2 separate regions of the Sus scrofa genome follow, and region 1 is linked to region 2. Evidence: chromatin contacts called from public HiChIP or PLAC-seq data. All regions are on one chromosome and are shown on one strand. The core of a region is the stretch at or near the end of the contact, and the rest is flanking DNA. Distances in the headings are between cores, read along the strand shown. Region 1 overlaps TMEM50B (transmembrane protein 50B). Region 2 overlaps IFNAR2 (interferon alpha and beta receptor subunit 2).

Evidence for each region. HiChIP or PLAC-seq counts read pairs in DNA pulled down with a chosen protein or histone mark.
Region 1: an H3K27ac HiChIP or PLAC-seq map of alveolar macrophages shows a contact between it and region 2. The contact joins two enhancer-like sites. A contact is called at or near these places in 1 of 5 promoter capture datasets (liver), 17 of 47 Hi-C or Micro-C datasets (blood, embryonic fibroblasts, epiblast stem cells and 9 more) and 1 of 2 datasets of contacts at active chromatin or transcription factors (alveolar macrophages).

Annotation. Positions count from the first base shown.
Region 1 is chr13:197,044,491-197,050,278 of Sscrofa11.1, reverse strand. TMEM50B (transmembrane protein 50B) reads left to right here. Exons shown (of 7, transcript XM_021070935.1): 7 at 538-1,994. The coding sequence ends at 583. Among named protein-coding and RNA genes, the nearest start is that of IFNGR2, 40 kb to the right of the region's middle. Within about 2 kb of position 4,463, at least 5 of the 83 cell types and tissues checked have an H3K27ac peak or open chromatin away from gene starts, as enhancers often do. A contact at or near this core is called in alveolar macrophages, where this site is marked.
Region 2 is chr13:196,785,008-196,790,430 of Sscrofa11.1, reverse strand. All of the region lies in intron 1 of IFNAR2 (interferon alpha and beta receptor subunit 2), which reads right to left. The region is part of intron 4 of LOC110256370 (40S ribosomal protein S2-like); the gene reads left to right. Among named protein-coding and RNA genes, the nearest start is that of IFNAR2, 22 kb to the right of the region's middle. Within about 2 kb of position 1,465, at least 14 of the 83 cell types and tissues checked have an H3K27ac peak or open chromatin away from gene starts, as enhancers often do. A contact at or near this core is called in alveolar macrophages, where this site is marked.

The DNA of each region.
Region 1 (5,788 bases), core at 3,214-5,713, 260 kb before region 2:
ACATCCTTAGATTTCTCTTTCTTGGTCCCATGAGTTGGAATTTGATTGTCTCCCTCATTGGACTCTTAGCTCCGTTGGTGAGTACAAGTCTTATTTGGACTCACAGCCACATCCCTCTTGCTTCGCCAGGTGCCTAGTGCCCAGCCTGTACTCAGTGCACCATAATCATGTGTTAAATAAATGAACAATTGCAGCATGATCTGTTTTAGCTGCTTTAGGTTTTGTAGCTCAGATATTGTAGGATCCTAGAGGTGTGAGTGGCCCTAATGCTGGCCACCATGAGAAATGCTGCTTTTCCTCACAACTCTCCTAATAACGTCAGGCTTTAGGCACAGATATTTCATTAAGGTCAGCCATCAAAGTCAACATACCACCTTACAAAGCAAACAACTCAGACCAACACCACCCCAATCTTTAATTTTAGAAATTGATGCACAGGGATCAGGGAGATACCCATCAAAGCATATTTAGAAAATTTAACTCTCTATTGCTTTGCTTTGTCGTTTGTCCTCGTGATTTATTTTACTGTCTTTCCAGCACCCTGATCTACAAATTCGGAAGAACCGAAGAGCTATGGACCTGAGATCACTTCTCAAATCCCAGTTTCCTTTTGTTACATTCTCTTTGTAGATAAGTTTTTATCTCTCAATATAATTTCCACATTGCCAAATAGAATAGGTTGTACATTGTTTTGTTTCTTACCACTTTTATGCTGAGTTGTGAAATCGTTTCATGCACTGTCTGTCGCCTTTTTTCATGGACTAGATTGTTAATATGTACATAGTATAAGACTAGATGGGATGATGAGTGTCGTTTTTTATTCTTGAAGACTTAAAGCTTAATCTGTTCCCTGGGCTGGGACTATATCATCATGTCATTTTAGAGTTAACTACTTTGTCTCAGTATCTCTGATTTTCAAAGATGTCCAAAAAATACAGCTCCGTATGTCTGAAATAAGCACTGAGCCATTAGAAAAGGGTGTTTCAGCAGGCTGTAATTTATTTTGGTTTAAACATGAGTTTTTTTTTAAAGGAAAAAAAATGTTTGTTCTTATGTATAAAAGAAGTGGACTTTTATATGAAGATTTTTTTTTAAAAGGCCTGAAGGTCCAGTTTGAAAGCCTCTTTTACAAAACAATTCCTCTGATCGGACTTAATTTGAGAGGTAATCTACGGTCAGATAAGTGCAGTTTTATATGGCTGATGTAAGAAGACTGTAAGGCAGCTCAGCCACGTGCATCCTCCAAAAGCAGCTGAAGTGATCCATCTAGTGGGGTCCTCTGTTGACAGCCTCCCATCATCTGACCTTACGCAATTCAGTAGCAAGCACGTTCGTTCGAGACAACCGCAGTTTAAAAGCATGAGCCGTGTAACAACAAGTGGAACAATTAGTTTCAAGACAAAGCCCTTCTTCCCAACGGGGATTATTATGACCTAGTGAAAGACTAAGGCGTTTCAGCCCCTCAGTTTACCGACTGCGAGTCTCTTTTTGCTCTACAAGCTTCTTCCTGCAAAATGTATCTTTCACCCGGGAGTTCGTACGCCCTTCAAAAACTTCTTTTGCTGAGTTTGCAATACTGTATTTGCACCGTATGTATTCCTGTGAGAGATTTCAAAGGGATAGGTGGGTCTTTATTTCTACTTTTGCTTTCCTTTGTTATACAGGTCTTGTGTCGCACTTTTTTCCTACAGAGGGGTTTTTCTAGAGCCTTTTGTTGTAAGACAGAATATCGATGGTATGATAGGCAGCTTCTAATATAAACCTTATTTTGCTCTCCGTCTCCTCCCTGAGGATTTCCTGTGCACAGAGTATGAAGCAGTTGTGGATCGCTGTGCCTTTTTTGTCTGGATACCATCTTGTTTAATTACTTCCCTCTCTGTTGTTTTTTTCCCCTCAAAACGTCAGTAAACTCTGTCTTGCTCCCAACACATTGTGAGACTGATGGCTTATTTCCACTCCCTCATAACTCATTGCAATAAATATTACTTCTCATACATTCTCATACTGTTAAATCTGTTGGAGAAAACGAACCGTGAAATTTGGTTTGCTGTTCGTTTTTCGGTTATCCAAGTGGCCTGGTTATAGCAGCAGTTTCTCTTTATAAAATAAGGAGAAATACATTATGCTCAGATTTGTGAGATGCTAGCGTGAAAGCTAATGAAGGCATCCAGAAGGCGGACTGAGAAGAGTGGCTGTTTCTGTTTTTGACTCTGCCCTGAATTTTTAAAATTGTGAGCAAATCACTTAATTTCCCTCTTTGTTTCCTCATTTAAGAAAGAGATAATGTTAGCACCCACTCTTTTATTTTTTTTTGCTTTTTTCTTAAGGCTGTACCCAAGGTATGTGGAAGTTCCTAGGCTAGGGGTCGAATCAGAGCTGCAGCTGCCCTGCTGGCCTATACCACAGCCACAGCAATGCTGGATCCGAGCCGCGTCTGTGACCCACACCACAGCTCACGGCAATTCTGGATCCTTAACCCACTGAGCGAGTCAGGGGTTGAACCTGCGTCCTCATGGATACTAGTGGGATTTATTTCCAATGCACCACAGGAACTCCCAGCACCCACTCTTATCAGACATTATGAGTTAGAATATAGTCCTGTAATCATTTAAAAATACATTTTATTCCTTTAAGATAAATATCTCCCTTTTACACAGGTGTGGTGGCTGTTGAATCTTGAGTGTCTTTTGGTGTTACTTTGTATATAGACCAATACTGCCAGAGCATTCTGTTTTATTAATTGTACTGTTTCTAAGATCCTTGTTGTATATACTTTGTATTGTTGCTGCAGAGGCTAGATTTTTCCATGATATAAACTTTTGACATGTATCAGCCTAATACATGTCTTCAGTAGCAAGGCCTGAAGACTGGAAGATCAGTGCCATATAATATTTGCTACTTGAGCAAGAACCCCAGGAGTGTTTGACACAGATGCACCAAATTCAGGTTCTTCATATTTTTCCATGATGGGAAGGTTTTCAATCATAATGTCAATTCTGGACCCTTTTTCTTTTTCTGTCGCTCCATTTTTAATTACTTCATATCAAATAATCTCTGCTAATCTTATAAATATATCCCATTTTTTTTTTCCCCTTCCTCTACTCTCCTGTCATCACACTCTCATTTTGGTTGTTTCAATTTTGTTAAAGCTTGGGGCTACTTTCAGAATTTTTTTTTTTTGTCTTTTTAGGGCCACACCCATGGCCTATGGAAGTTCCCAGGCTAGGGTTCCAATCGGAGCTGCAGCTGCCAGCCTCTGCCACAGCCAGAGCAATGCAGGATCCGAGCTCTGTCTATCACCTACACCGCAGCTCACCACAATGCTGGATCCTTAATTCACTGAACGAGGCCAGGGATCAAACACCTGTCCTCATGGATACTAGTCGGATTTGTTTCTGTTGAGCCACAACTACTTTTAGACATTTTAATCTCATATAACAACCTGTTAAATCATGAGGGAGAAATATCTGATGCTAATTTTGTTCTACTCTAAACAATTAGTCACATTTGTTTTTAACAGACTGTGCTGTTATTTCTGAGCTCGCTCTCCTCTGTATCATCTGTTCAGACTGGAAGGATTAAAGTAGAAATGATTTGAAGTAGAAATTATATATTTTAGTTACTTTGTTGATCATTTTTCTCTTTTTTTGGGGGGGGGTGTCTTTTTAGGGCCAAACCTGTGGCATATGGAGGTTCCCAGGCTAAGGGTCCAAACGGAGCTGTAGCCACCAGCCTGCACCACAGCTCACAGCAACGCTGGATCCTTAACCCACTGAGCGAGGCCAGGGATTGAACTTACAACCCCATGTTCCTAGTCGGATTTGTTTCTGCAGCGCCATGACGGGAACTCCTAAATACAGTCAATTCTTATTGTTCACGAGAGGCAGGTTCTATAAAGCCTCCCCAACACTGAATTATCAAATTTTGAATCATTGCTGGGGGCGGAGGAGATGCTGTGTTAGTTGAGCTTTTGGCCACAACGTTCTCCTGAGCCATCATTACGTAATCTTGCTTCATGTGTGTTTCTGTTTAAAAACATCTTATTTAATATTGTTGGTTCATGGACCTTGAGCTCAAAGCAGCGCTGTTAACTTATACCTGAAGGAAACTTCTGATTCGAGCATTTTTTCCCCATAAATCCCATCCCAGTCTTGGGGGCTCTGTCTATCACCTACACCGCAGTTTTATACAGTGGAGTCAGTAACAGACACATAAATGTAAAAATGTGGCACAAAATAGGCCATGTGCGAGTTCTTTTGTGGCACAGTGCGTTAAGGATCTGGCCTTGACACTGCATCAGCTTGGGTTGCTGCTGCGGCGCAGGTTTGATCCTTGGCCAGGGAACTTCCGCGTGCAGCAATAAAGAAAAAAAAAGCCATGAAAAGGACACTTATTACAACATGAGGGCAAAAACAAGGCAGAGCTTTGCATTGTCCCGCCTCTGCTGGGAAATTGCAGGTCAGGTGGCTCCGATGACTTACCAGTCTACCCATGTCCCAGATGACCAGGAAGTGCCATGAGTATTGATTCGGGAGTTATAAATAAACATTTTAGCAAGTGAAGGAACTTCACATGCTGAAGGTCAACCGCAGTTTGTGAAGAACTCTGACCTGCTTTTAGCACAGAGTTATTTTTTCATCATCATCCCGTCGTGGTCCATCATTTCTGTCCTCCCTCGATACCACCAGCCAGACCTTCCTGATGTTGGGTCCTGTAACATCATGTCATTTTTCTGGTCAACCCCGATCACTAACACATACTGAGAACTTTCTGTGTCCTGTGCATTGTTTAATCTCACTCTCACAGTTGGAGGTGGGAGCTTTTTTTTTTGACCACTCTTTCGGCCAGGAATCAAACCTGCGCCATAGCGGTGACAACGCCACATCTTTAACCTGCTAGGCCACCAGGGAACTGCAGAGATAGGAACTTCTATCTGGAAGTGGCTCACCCAGGGATCACGGACCCTTTCTTCCTGAGTGTGAAGCCTTGCTCCCCTCTTAGCCAGCATGTCCCAAGCTGCCCTAGAAAAAACCTTGGGAGACCCTGGGCTGAACTAGGTTAAAACTTTTTTTTTTTTTTCCTGTGAAGTTTTTTCTTAGTGCTTTTTATAAAATAGATCTTGTATGTTTTTAGGAAGGAAATATCAATACTGGTGTTTTCCATCTTTGAGTCTTGGGAATTTATCTCCTGGGAAATATTAGGAAATAAAATTTGGAGAAATTGTTGCTTTAGTGACTTCAGAAAAATGGATAGAAGAGAATTAACAAAAGGAGTGGGAAACAGGTGTGGATGTTGTGACCTTGGGAAAAGCTTAACATGGGGAATGGGAAAATGGGAATGGTGACGACAGAGGGGAGGAGGAGTATTTCCAGCTGCAATGTTACTGGAAGTTTCTGGCTTTGGAGCGGGATTCTTTTTTTTTTTTTTTTTTTTGGCTTCTTAGGGCCCCACCTGTGACATATGGTGGTTCCCAGGCTAGAGGTCCAATCAGAGCTACAGCTGCTGGCCTACACCACAGCCACAGCAGTACAGGATCTGAGCTGTGTCTGCAATCTACACCACAGCTCACGGCAATGCCAGATTGAGCCAGGCCCAACCCACTGAGCCAGGCCAGGGATTGAACCTGCGTCTTCCTGGATCCTAGTCGGGTTTGTTAACCACTGAGCCACAAAGGGAACTCCCTGGAGGTGGGATTCTTGAGGGATTATAAATTTGTGTTTAGGTCAGTTTATTTTTTCCCTTATTCTGTCACTGCCACTTATTAGCTGTGTGACTCTGGGGCTGTTTG
Region 2 (5,423 bases), core at 216-2,715:
TTCTAGTAACATCTTTTTTTTTTTTTTTTTCCTGTCTTTTTGCCTCTGCTAGGGCCGAACCTGTGGCATATGGAGGTTCCCAGGGTAGAGGTCTAATTGGAGCTGTAGCTGCCAAGACTACGCCAGAGCCACAGCAACGCAGCATCCGAACTGCGTCTGCAACCTACACCACAGCTCAGGGCAACACCGGATCCTTAACCCACTGAGCAAGGCCAGGGATCGAATCCGCAACCTCATGGTTCTTAGTCAGACTCATTAACCACTGAGCCACGATGGGAACTCCTCTAGTAACTTCTTGTAATCATGTGGTACATTTGTTACCATTGGTGAGCCAGTGTTGTTACATTATTATTAACCAAAGTCCCAGTTTACACTAGGGTTCGCTTGTGTGGGTTACATTCTATGAGTTTTGACCAATGTTATGTATTCACCTTTATAGCATCATGCAGAGTAATTTCTAAAAATGCCCTGTGCTCCATCTGTTTGCTCCTTATTTTTCTCTTCCCTTCCTGGCAACCACTGATTTTTTATTTTTATTTTTTTAATGAATGAATTAATTAATTTATCTTATCATCTCCACAGTTTTTCTTTTTTTGGCGTGACATATAGTTGGACCCATACAGTACATAGCCTTTTCAGATTGGCTTCTTTCACTTCGCAATATGCATTTAAGCTTTCTCCATGTCTTTTGTGGCTTGATAGTGCCTTTCTTCTTCATGCTGAGGAATATTCCATTGTATGGGTATACCGCAAATTGTTTATCCATTCACCCATTGAAAAATGTCTTGGTTGCTTCCAAGGTTTGGCAATTATGAATAAAGCTGCTACAAACATCCTCATGCAGGGTTTTTTTTTTTTTTTTTTTTTTTTTGGTGAATGTGTTTTCAACTCATGGGTAGATATCAAAGAGTGTGATTGTTGGATCATATTTTAAGTGTCATGTTTAGTTTTGTAAGAAATCACCCAATAGCCTTCCCAAGTGGCCACACCATTTTTCATTCCCGTCAGCAATGAGGGAGGGTCCTCCCTTCTCTCCATCCTTACCAGCATTTGGTGCTATCAGCATTTTGAATTTTAGCCATTCTAGGTGGTGGCATGTATCTTGTTGGTTGAAGGGGTGGGTATTTCTAAGATGGGTGATTGTCAGGTAGGTCATAGTCTACTGAGATTGTTCTATAGCAAGAGAGAAATTGATAAGTGGGGAAGAGAGGAGATAAAGGCGTGAATGAAAGTGTTGAGATGGGGCAGGGGGATTCAGCCACACTGTAGGGGCTGGTCTTAGGTAGAAAGGAAATTTGTCCTTTGTAGCAGGGGAAAGGAAGGCAGAAAGAGGGGGTGGATTTGAAGGCAAGGAAAGAGACTCTCTGACAACTTCTGCTTTTTGCAGGAAGTATGTGACAAAGTCATCTGCTGAAAATGATGTGTGTGGGCAGGATCGTGAAAGAGGTTCATAGAGAAAGAGTTTCTAAATGTGGAATACTCTTGTGTGTCATGATGAGAGGTGACCCAGTGTAGAGATTTCTCAAGACTGCAGAGAGTACTGGTGTGGGTTCGATTCTTCTTTTCTTAAAATCCACAGCCCTACATCTCTCTACTCTCCTGCGGTCAGGAAGGCAGGAATGGTTAGTGGAAAAATGCCAAATTAGGAATCAAGGAACTGGATCTGGTCTCAACTCTGGCATGAGATGACCTCTCATGGGTCAAGTTTATTGCCGAGGTCAAGTACTTAGCTCTAACTTCCTCTTGGTGGCACCAGGCTGAGATTCTCAAGGCTGTGCCTGGCATAGCCCCTGAGCTCTCCCTCTGACTCGCAGTGTGTGAGAATATGGGAGTCAGTTCCTCCCTGGACCAAGAAATCCCAATCCATCGTTTGACAATATTTAGCCTCTCTCTTTGCACAGCTGCCGTCTTTGCCCAGGCAGGTGGAGGAAATGGAGCAAGCAACGGGCTGCTTCTTTGCACTCAGCTGCAAGCTGTCACTATTAATAGTTCAGGGCATTGCAGCCTTGGCATCTATGGCCCCTTGGGATAGGCAAACAGAAGCCCATCTCCATCACCTGAGCCTCAGCCCAGGAACTAAGCCACATGCACATGACTCTCTTTTCTCACCTCTGATTCTCAGAATTACTCATTTCCTTCCTTTTTCACCCTGTTTTTAAGCCAACATCACCCTTGAGGGCTTGTTTCTACCCATACTCGTACCCCTACGACTTCTTGGGTGTTAGGCACCAGGGATCTGCGGCCACTGCAGTTGAAGAGAGCTAAGATCCTACCCCAAGCATGCTTGAGAAATGGGTGCCACCAGGGCTTGAAAGGAAAGAAAACAGAAACAAAACAAAAATGAGAGGATCTGAGACAGCTTTCTCTTCTAGAACATGCTAATAGACCATGTGACTCCTAAAGTCTTTTGAGACTTTGTATTGTGGCAATGAATTAATTGTGCATACTCATGAATATATATCATCCAGTGAGTTAGGACATAAATACAGATCAATTAAAAAAAAACCCTCAACTGCATTGTCTTCTCATGGACCCCAAGTCTCCCAATGGCCCATGGCCATCTGTAGGGAGAACTCTGTGCGTGGGAAGCTGATGGATTCCCAAAAGACCATGCTTTTCTAGGGGAGTAGCCCAAGAAGGCAGGTAGTTCGTCTGAGGCTGCCAAGGGCAGATCAAGGTGCCTGGACTCAATCCTAGGTCTTGGTGCGTCATGGGGAAACAGGAGTATCTTTGGGGGACACTTCTTATTTGGGGAATTTGGTCAGTGTCTGCAGAGAGAAAGCTGTGAGAAACTCCAAGACAAACGCCTTGAGCCCTCTGGATGGGTTTAGTGCTCCCGAAGTGCTCCCCAGGAGCCAAAGTGATCAGCGCCTGGATCTTGGACTTGTAGCCTCTAGAGCCATGAGAAATAAACAATTAATATTTAAGCCACTTGATCAATGGTGTTTTGTTAGAGCAGCCTGAGCAGACTTAGACAGTATATGGTTTTAATATAATTGAATGTTAACTGCTGTGTACATTGAGAGAAGAGTCATACTTTGTTTCGTTCAGAGATGTACTTACATTTTGGGAGTTTTCCAGGGTGATGAGTTTGCCCTGCAGAAATCAGTGACTCACTTTTTGGTGCTATCTAGAACCCTACTGCTTCTCCTGCCCTAGAAAGAACACACTTTTCAATTCCGTAATGGGATCTTTCATTTAAAAGCTATTTTTTTTCTTCTTCATTTTTAACTAGACTTCAGGTACACAGAAGAGGAGTAATCAACCATAATCCTGAGTTCTTGATGTTCTCTCATCACTGGTCCATATTGATCCTGCCCAAATTACTTACTTACTTACTTAATTAATTATTTTTAGAGCTGTATCTGTGGCATATGGGGCTAGGAGTTCCCTGACTAGGGGTCAAACTGGAGCTGCAGCTGCCAGCCTATGCCACAGCCACAGCAATGCCAGATCTAAGCCATGTCTGTGACCTACCCCACAGCTCATAGCAACACTGGGTCCTTAACCCACTGAGCCACAAGGGAATGCGATTTCTAGATTTTTGCTGTTGAAAGCCACCCTGCTATACACATTCCTGTATATTTTGCTGGTTTTACAAGTGCAAGAGCTTCAAGTATGTTTCTGGAAGTGAAACTGCCAAGTCATTAGGTATGTGACTTTTTCACTTTAGGAGGACACACCAAAAGTTTTTCCCAATGCTCTTACATAAGTTTATAGTCCCATCAGCAAATATGCACATACCTTTGTTTATATTGGCTTCTATCTCAGTTACATGTGGCTAGACGGTCTGGTGTGTGTTTTATCTACTCTTTGAAATTTGTTCAGTGTTTCTCTGTGACTGCATTTTTGCAAATGTTTCATATGTGCTTTCAAATGTGTTCTTTGGGAGTTCCTGTCATGGCTCAATGGTTAACAAACCTGACTAAATGAAGTTCCCAGACCAGGGATCAAACCTGAGCCACAGCAGTGACAACCTTGTTTTCTCAGCTGCTAGGCCACCAGGGAACTCCTCCAGTTTTTTTTTCTTGTAATTAATTGCTCATTGCATACTATTGCTGTTGGGAAAGATACCTTTTATGGAGTTCCCATACTGGCTCACTAGGTTAAGGACCTGACATTATTTCTTTGAGGATGTGGGTTCAATCCCTGGCCTCGCTCGGTGGGTTAAGGATCTGGCAGTGCTACAAGCTGTGGTGTGGTTTGCGGACGCAACTTGAATCCGGTGTTGCCATAGCTGTGGCATAGGCCTGCAGCTGCTGCTCCCATTCGACCCCTATCCTGAGAACTTCCACATGCTGTAGGTGCAGCCGTAAAAAGAAAGAAAGAAAAGAAAAGATATTTGATAAGATTTCCTTTCCCACTGTTTTTCTTAATGCCTATTATAGGTTTTTGCTTTGGGGTTACCATGAGGGTCACATATAACAGCCTGTATATATAGCAGTCTATTTTAAGTTGATAGCAGGCTAAGTTTGAATTAATTCTGAAACCCTATGGTTTTACTCCTCCCATCCCACCGTTTCATGGTTTCCATATCACATTTTACATCTTTTGATTTTGTGTATCCCTGAACAAGTTATTATAGTAAGAGTTATTTTTACTACTTTTGGCTTTTCATACGAGTTTTATAAGTGAGTAATCCACTACCTTTACTATATATTTACCTTTACCATTGCGAGTTTTACTTTCATATTTTCTCCTTACTAATTAGTACCCTTTCTTTTCAGCTGCTGGTTTAGTGGTGAATAACTCCTTTAGCTTTGGTTTGGAAAACTCTGTCTCTCATTCAGTTTTGAATAATAGCCTTGCTGGGAAGAGCAGCCTTGGTTGGGAGTTTATTTTTTTGTCCTTTTAGTGCTTTGAAGATGTCATGCAGCTTCCTTCTGGCCTGCAAAGTTTTGGCTGAGAAATCTGCTAATAGGCTTATAGGGGTTCCCGTGTATGTGACAAGTTGTTTTTCTCTTGCTGCTTTTAAGATTCTCTCTTTAATATTTGACTTTTTAATTATATTGTGTTTTGGTGTGGTTCTCCTTAGATTTCTCTTCTCTGGAACTCTGGGTTTCCTGAATCTAGATGTCTTATTTTTTCCGCATGTTGGGAAAGTTTTCAGTCATTACGTTTTTGTGTTTTTGTTCAAATAAGTTCTCTGCCCTTTTTTCTTTCTCTTCTGCTTCTAGACCCCTATAATGTAAATGCTATTGTTCCCCATATGTTTCTTGAGCTATCTTTACTTTTAAAAATTCTTTGTTCTTTTGGTTTCTCTGTTTGGGTGAGTTCCACTGGCCTGTCTTCCAGCTCACTGATTCTTTCTTTGTTTCATCTAATCTGCTGTTGAAACTTCTAGTGTATTTTTCAGCTCAGTTATTGCATTCTTCAGCTCTGTGATTTCTGCTTATACTTTCTTGTATTTTTCTCTCTCATTG